2 separate regions of the Mus musculus genome follow, and region 2 is linked to region 1. The links are chromatin contacts, called in public HiChIP or PLAC-seq maps. All regions are on one chromosome and are shown on one strand. The core of a region is the stretch at or near the end of the contact, and the rest is flanking DNA. Distances in the headings are between cores, read along the strand shown. Region 1 overlaps Gm12694 (a long non-coding RNA gene). Region 2 overlaps Gm12708 (predicted gene 12708).

What was found. HiChIP or PLAC-seq counts read pairs in DNA pulled down with a chosen protein or histone mark.
Region 2: a contact with region 1 is called in a BATF HiChIP or PLAC-seq map of CD8 T cells, with 8 read pairs. The contact joins two enhancer-like sites. A contact is called at or near these places in 1 of 484 Hi-C or Micro-C datasets (cerebellum) and 2 of 115 datasets of contacts at active chromatin or transcription factors (CD8 T cells and large pre-B cells).

The regions. Positions count from the first base shown.
Region 1 is chr4:95,000,095-95,003,487 of GRCm38.p6, forward strand. All of the region lies in intron 2 of Gm12694 (a long non-coding RNA gene), which reads left to right. Among named protein-coding and RNA genes, the nearest start is that of Gm12694, 23 kb to the left of the region's middle. Within about 2 kb of position 1,492, at least 67 of the 459 cell types and tissues checked have an H3K27ac peak or open chromatin away from gene starts, as enhancers often do. A contact at or near this core is called in CD8 T cells, where this site is marked.
Region 2 is chr4:95,198,332-95,201,724 of GRCm38.p6, forward strand. The region is part of intron 1 of Gm12708 (predicted gene 12708); the gene reads left to right. The region is part of intron 2 of Gm32240 (a long non-coding RNA gene); the gene reads right to left. Among named protein-coding and RNA genes, the nearest start is that of Gm12708, 6.7 kb to the left of the region's middle. Within about 2 kb of position 1,665, at least 33 of the 459 cell types and tissues checked have an H3K27ac peak or open chromatin away from gene starts, as enhancers often do. A contact at or near this core is called in CD8 T cells, where this site is marked.

The sequences.
Region 1 (3,393 bases), core at 242-2,741:
AGCAATTTAACATAAAAGGGACTTCCTTTGGCTTCCTGTTCCACATGATGATGTGCCCATGATGTTGGAGAGGACATGGCAGAAGGCAGAAAAAACATGGTGGCAGGAGTAGGAGGCTGCTGGTCATATTGCACACACACTCAGGAAGCAAAGAAAGACCAGGAAGCAGGGCCATGTCATAAAGCCTCAAGGACTGCCTCCAGGGACTCACTTCTCAAAGGTCCTGTGGCACCAGACTGTGGGGACTCTCCTCATTCAAACCACAGCACCTCACTAGATGGGGGAAGCTGCTTTCAATGAGAGGCTCATGCTGGGAGTGTTCTCACTGTAGAACCAGAGCAGAGCAAGGGACCTGCCACACAGTGGGAGGATGGGATTTCCCAGGACTGTGCTTCTGCGATTCTGATTGAAACTCATAGCATGTCCACTAAATCCTAGGGCTGAGTCTGTCTGTTCACAGCATTTTGTAGAGTCCTTGGCTCACATGCACAGGCTCTAGGGTCCTGTGTGCTCAGCACTGAAAAATGAATAAGAATAACAAAATGGAGATCATGTGACACAAATGAGGCTGAAATATGATAATAAAAGAAAAACCTGAGGAAGGTATTAAAATAAAACAACATGCACTTTAATAATTACAGGCTGGAGCACATCTGTATGGGATGACAGCATTAATGGTTCTCAGACTGTGATGACATTTTAATTAAATCTTAAAAATGCTACTACTAATTAATACTCATAAAAATACAAAAAAAATTTCTGGCAAAAGGCGGCTGTTATGGAAGCTCCCAATGGTCACTTTCTGCAGGTCACTGATAACAAGATGCTGACAACTACAGACCACCTCTGGCCTCAGACCCCGATTTGAGTACATTATCCAGGGTTAGAGCATCCTTGTGGTTTTTTGAAAGAAAATTAAGACTCAGATTCAGACTCAACTTTTTTACTACATGGCTTGTGCCAGACTTCACAGGGCAAACCTAGTAAAAGTGAGGAATAAGGTCTAGTGCCCATAAAGTATTTGTATATTGGCAGAAGCAGAAAAACAATAAGTTAATCATTTTTAAACCTTCATAAAATGTTATCGTGATGTGAAGCTTGAGGCAATACAAGATTGCCTCCCTGAAATTGCCCCAACTTCCAAAATTCCCTGTCATATGATCATATTCTCTTTACCACAACATGATTAATACAAGTTTTCAGGTCTTCCACATCTCATTCTGACTCGTAGCCAGACTTCAAAAGAAGGTCAGAGAATGGGAGAAATGCCCCCCCCCCCTTTCTCCCAAGTTCATGTTTCCATAAAGCCCGTGGCTGCCTCTCTGCTTCTGTAGGAGTACAGACGGGACACGATGGTATGAGAACTTAATTAGAGCATCTGTTCTCCTGTCTGCTGATGAGGAGTTTGTGATCACAAACAACTCAGACAGGGCCATCAGCAGCCTCTGGAGAGGTACCACCCCCATAGCATTTGTGGACCACACACTGGTGTGTGAGTCACCTCTTAGGATGAGTGAAGGTTGACTCAGCTTCAGAGAGCTTCCTATTGAGCCAGCAGTTGCTCTAAGTCTTGGAAAGAGAACAAAACAACTCTGGGAGGAAATGATCATCTCTTCATCAGCTCTGAGGTCGCTAAAGCTGGAAGAGGGCCTTGCTGCTCACTAGCAACAGATTCATGGTTCTCAGGGATCAGAGGCTCAGATCAGCATCTTCTGGAGGGACAACTTCCTCACTTTCCTCAACAGTGCTCTCCAAGGGCATCTGAGACTTACTTCTTCAGGAATGGTTTCTTTTATTCACTTATTGTATGCAAAATAATCCACACATGCTATTTTATCTCAATCTCAAAACAAGCATGATACCTGATCCCAGAACCCTTCTGGATACCCATTACCACAGGCAGTACTGGACCCTGTGTGTGCTATGTTTCTTCCTATACATTATGTTCCTCTGTGTATGTTCCTATAAATTAGGTATACAGAGAGATTAGTGATACTACTAATAAGATAGAACAAATATAAAAATACTATAAATACTCTTAAAACATGACTTTGTAGACTTTTCTACTTAATATTTTGGGGCTGCGATCTAATGTCACTAAATAAAATTAGATTCTTGGGTAAAGGTGACTGCTGTAAGAGATATTCTATCCCAGTTTCTACTTAACTGATTCAAATTTGAGCATAATTAAACAGCTAAAGAACCCATTAGAAATCCGGGAGCCAGTAAGCAGAGAACTGGCTCCAGCCTTCTTGCCCTCAGGTATGGAGACTCAGTGAATGCCTGGTGTCAGGCAGATCTCTCATTCTTCCTTGAGAACATTCCTGTCCATTTACTGCACATGCACATTTGCCTTGGTTCTGTGATATGTGCCCAGAATGTAATGCCAAGGGTAAGAAATACCGTGCCCCAGTCCTTGACCTTCCACTGTCTAATGATGGGTGTTTGATAAATCCTCTCAGCTTTGAAAAGGGTCCTGAGGAATGAAGTATGAAGCACATCTCGCCTCGTCCATGGTACAGCCCAGTGTGTGCTTTTCCCAAAGGCACGGGCACAGAAAGAACACATCCAGAAAGAATCCCAACTCTCTGGGAAGTAGCTTAGGATGGCACAAATAAGATTGGAATGAAAATGTAGAACTCTTAAAATGCCAGAGACCCGTTTCGTGAATTTACTATTATTTCACAAGCAGAATAGGTGAAGGCATTCTGTGTATGGTGTGGAGGAAGGACATATACCTTGTGAAGTGCAGGTGGTGTTCTTCGAGGTACGATTACAGATACTGCTTACTAATCATTGACTGTATCCTAGGCTTACTTTAATCATTTTATGTGCTAGTACACTCTATGGAGGTGTTGGTGCAGTGGGTCACACTGAGGAACCCTGAAAGGACTTTAGGAAAGTTGTCTGAAGAGCGAAGTCTGCTGTTTATCATATCATCATTGCCATTGTCACAATTCTTTATGAGTTCATTGAGAATTTTATCATATATTTTCCTCATGCACCCCGTCTCTTCCATATCTAACATTTGGGAATTTGGAAGAGAAAGGGGGTCTCACTCTATGACTTTGACTGGCCCAGTGCTTAACTATGAAGACCAGGTTGGACTTAAGCTCATAGTAGTCTTTTGGCCTCAGCATTCTGAGTGCTAGGATTACAAATATGAGCCGCCATGCCTCTCTTCCAAGATCATTAAAAAAAAAAAAGTAAGGTCTGGTATTAAGACTCTGAGTTGCATGATAAAGCTTAAATGAGCATGCGCTGTTTTATTACCAGCTATAATGATATTTCCTGTAAATACATTTTGTCTTACTTATACCTCCAGCTGTGTGGTGATAAATGTACAGGTGTTTCTTCTAGAAAACAGGCTTGAAGGGAAAGGTGACAGCTGAC
Region 2 (3,393 bases), core at 415-2,914, 200 kb after region 1:
TTCAGAACTGGGCCCCTGAGCTTTCCTGTTAGCCTCTCTATAGCTTGTTTCTCCTTTCTCTCACAATCTCTCCCTGAAATACAGTTTCTCTCGTTCTGACGTGACTGGTGATAGTGCTAGGCAACCTCGCAGGCCTGGTCATGGCGACCTCCTTCTGTACTGCTGTGTTTGTGCAGATAACCACCATGTCCTGCCTGGGAAGCTACTCTGCTTCTCTCCATCATTTGTTCTCCCAGTCTTATGTGTTTCAGACCTTCCCCTCTACCCTGTATGCCTCAATAAGCCCTACTGCATTGTCACTCCCAGCCCAAGAACTTGTTTCACATCTCTGTGAGAAGAGAAGTCACACAACCACCTACCACAACGGATCCTTAAGAAGGGCATAGGTAGGCTAGAGATCGTTTCCCAGTGGGCAGCAGGAGAAAGGCTGTTCCTTATAGTGTGGAGTGTGAGGGAGAACACATACCACAGGGAGGCAAGTGTGTCCCCTTTGCTGACTTAGCGGGTAGCCTGGAGATGGTATTGAGAGTCAGACTGGGCTGGAGGGCTGGGGGCCCTCTGGAAGGGGCTATGGAAGAGAAGGCATTGTTGATGTAAGACCAAAACAAAACAAAAATCCCTTAACTCTCACAACTCAAAGGGAGTAAAGGAAACTTTATTACGGAGCCAAATTTGAGTGGCATTGGAGCAGCGTGCTGGCTAGTTTTATTTTAGCGTGACCCAAACTAGAGCTATCTGAAAGGAGGAAATCTCAACTGAGAAGATGCCTCAGTAAGACCAGGCTCTAGGCCAGCCTGTAAGGCATTTTCTTAACTAATGATCATCGAGGGCAGAGCCCAGCCCACTGTGGGTGGTGCTACGCCTGCCACCGATGGTCCTGGGTTCTACAGGAAAGCAGGCTGAGCAATCCATGAGAACAAGTCAGTAAGCAGCACCCCTCCATGGCCTCTGCATCAGCCCCTGCCTCTAGTTTCCTGCTCTGTTTGAGTTCTTGTCCCAACTTCCTTCAGTGATGGACTACAGTGTGGAAACATAAGCCTAATGCGCCATTTCCACCCATCTTGCGTTTTGGTCATGATGTTTTATCCCAGCATTAGAAGCTCTTAGTACACATTTCCCTTCCCTTGTGTGTCTGGCAGGTACTTGTAAGATCTTGGAAAGCTCCACTCACCACCCTGTGGGCCCCAGGACATAGCCACACACATGGCTGCTAAGAGGCAGCTTTTTCCTCCCCTCCACCAACAGAGTAAGACAAAGCCCACAGAAATCTATTCAGATGAATCAGTCCGTGAACAGATCTGTCCAGCCACCCTGCTGGTATGGAGTTCGTGTGACTGGTGATAGTGCTAGGCAACCCCGCAGGCCTGGTTATGGCAACCCCTAAAGCGCTGCCATGGAGGCAGAGGTAGGAAGTGACAAGATGTCACAACTGGAGTGAGATAGAGCAGGAAAAGCCATTGGGTAGAGTGTGCAGTTAAAGTGGGAATCAGGAAGGATGGCTCTGAAGGTGACCTGGAGGTGAGACTTGAGGGGAGCTAGGCAGCCTCTGGTTTGTCTCTGAGAGGAGAAAGCACACAATTCTTAGAAGCAGGATGGAGGAAGTGGGGGCAAAAGGAAAACATAGGTCTGTGTGGTGACAGGAAGAGGAGATGGGCCACACAGAACCCTCTTGGTCACTGTGGTGTTTCTAAAGTTTCTTACTTTAGCAGTGAAGGCAAACATAGCAGGCTTTTAAACAGAGGCTTTGAGCTGATTTGTGTTTTAAGAGAACTTTTCTGGGGACTGTGTTGAGAAGAGGAACAGAGGGGGGCAAAAGTGGAGATGTGACAGCTATGCAGGTGAGAGGTGACAGCGTTCAGGCTTGGGTGGTAGATGCAGTAAGACATCAAATTCTGAAGGGAAACCAGATGGGTGTGTGGAGCCACTAAAACTGCGATGTGGAGAACAGGGAGAGGTTACAGGTGCACTTCAGGAGGTGGAGTGGCGCCAAGAGTCCAACCAGAGTGAACCTAAGGACACAGAATGAAAGGGTTCAGAGGTAGGGCAGGCATGCGCCAGTTTAAGGAGCGAAGAGACAGGATGGCAGCTGTAGGGGTATATGAGCTTGACGAAGTGTGTTCATGTTTATGTGGAAGACATACCAGTATATGAATACTGTGGTAGAAACAATCCCGTCCCAGGGACAAATAGCAGTGGTGGGTAATGTCGATGTGGGAGGAGAGTGCTGCTGGAGCAATAGCCCCAGAGACAGGAGAATGTGTCTAGCACAGATCTGCTGTCCAACAGAGGGCATGTGCTCGCTAGGCACAGTATGTTAATTTGTTTTTGGCAAACTTGACACAAGCTAGAGTCATCTAGGAATAGGGAACTTTAACTGGAAAAAAAAAAAAAACAAAACCCTGTACCCGACTGGCTTTTAGACATGTCTGTTAGCATTATCTTCATTAATGGCTGATATGGGAGAGCCCAGCGTACTGTAGGCATTGCCTCCACTGAGCAAGTGGCCTTGAGTTATATGAAGAAGCTATCTGAACAAGCCACACATAGCCAGCTGGTGAAAACTCCTCCTCCATGATCTCTGCTTCAGTTCCTGCCTCCAGGCAAGAGCCTGGAGTTCCGGCCTTAGCTTTTCTTGATGATGGGAATGTAAGTCGAATAAACCCTTTGCTCCCCGAGTTGTTCTTGATTATGGTGTTTTATTACAGCAAACTAGGACACACAGGTGCTCACAAACAATACACTAGAGCACAGTGGCTGATGGCTGGGGGGGGGGGCACTCCCAGGGTGGCGAACCACACTGCCACTGTGAGAACTGTGTACCAGGCTCTACTCATCCGTGAACTTCCACCAGTCAGACACCCTAGCCAGGAGGTACTTACTGTGCCTGTGTGCATCTAGTCCACTGAGGTACAGTGACATTCAACTGTTTGCTCAAAACATAGAGTGACTGGTGCCCACTATTTGCTCGTATTACACGAACAGAGGGATGATGAGAATGGGCAGATTGGAGAGGGATTTTTTTTTCCTTTTTCTGGGATGGGCCCATTGGTTTCTCTTCCAGAGTTATCTTTATTTGTACAGTGCTTTCTTGGCACCATTTACTGAGCAGGACCCAGAGTCAGCAAAGGCTACCGCTAAGTCGCCATCCTGGGCTTTGGTAGAGTCTAGAAAGCTGACTATACCTCACTACCAAACACCATGCACTGATTTCTACTGGGGATTGATAGCTCCTTTCTTTCCCCATAGAGTCATACTTGGTCTTCTGAGAACATGGAGGGCCATGAGGAATTGTCAAAGGAATGGAGGCAGCCATCTCTCTTGTCCCAATGCCAGCCAGCTAAGAGACTGTGGCCAAGTCATTTCTATCCTCTGTTCTAGGACAGGCTAGGGTCA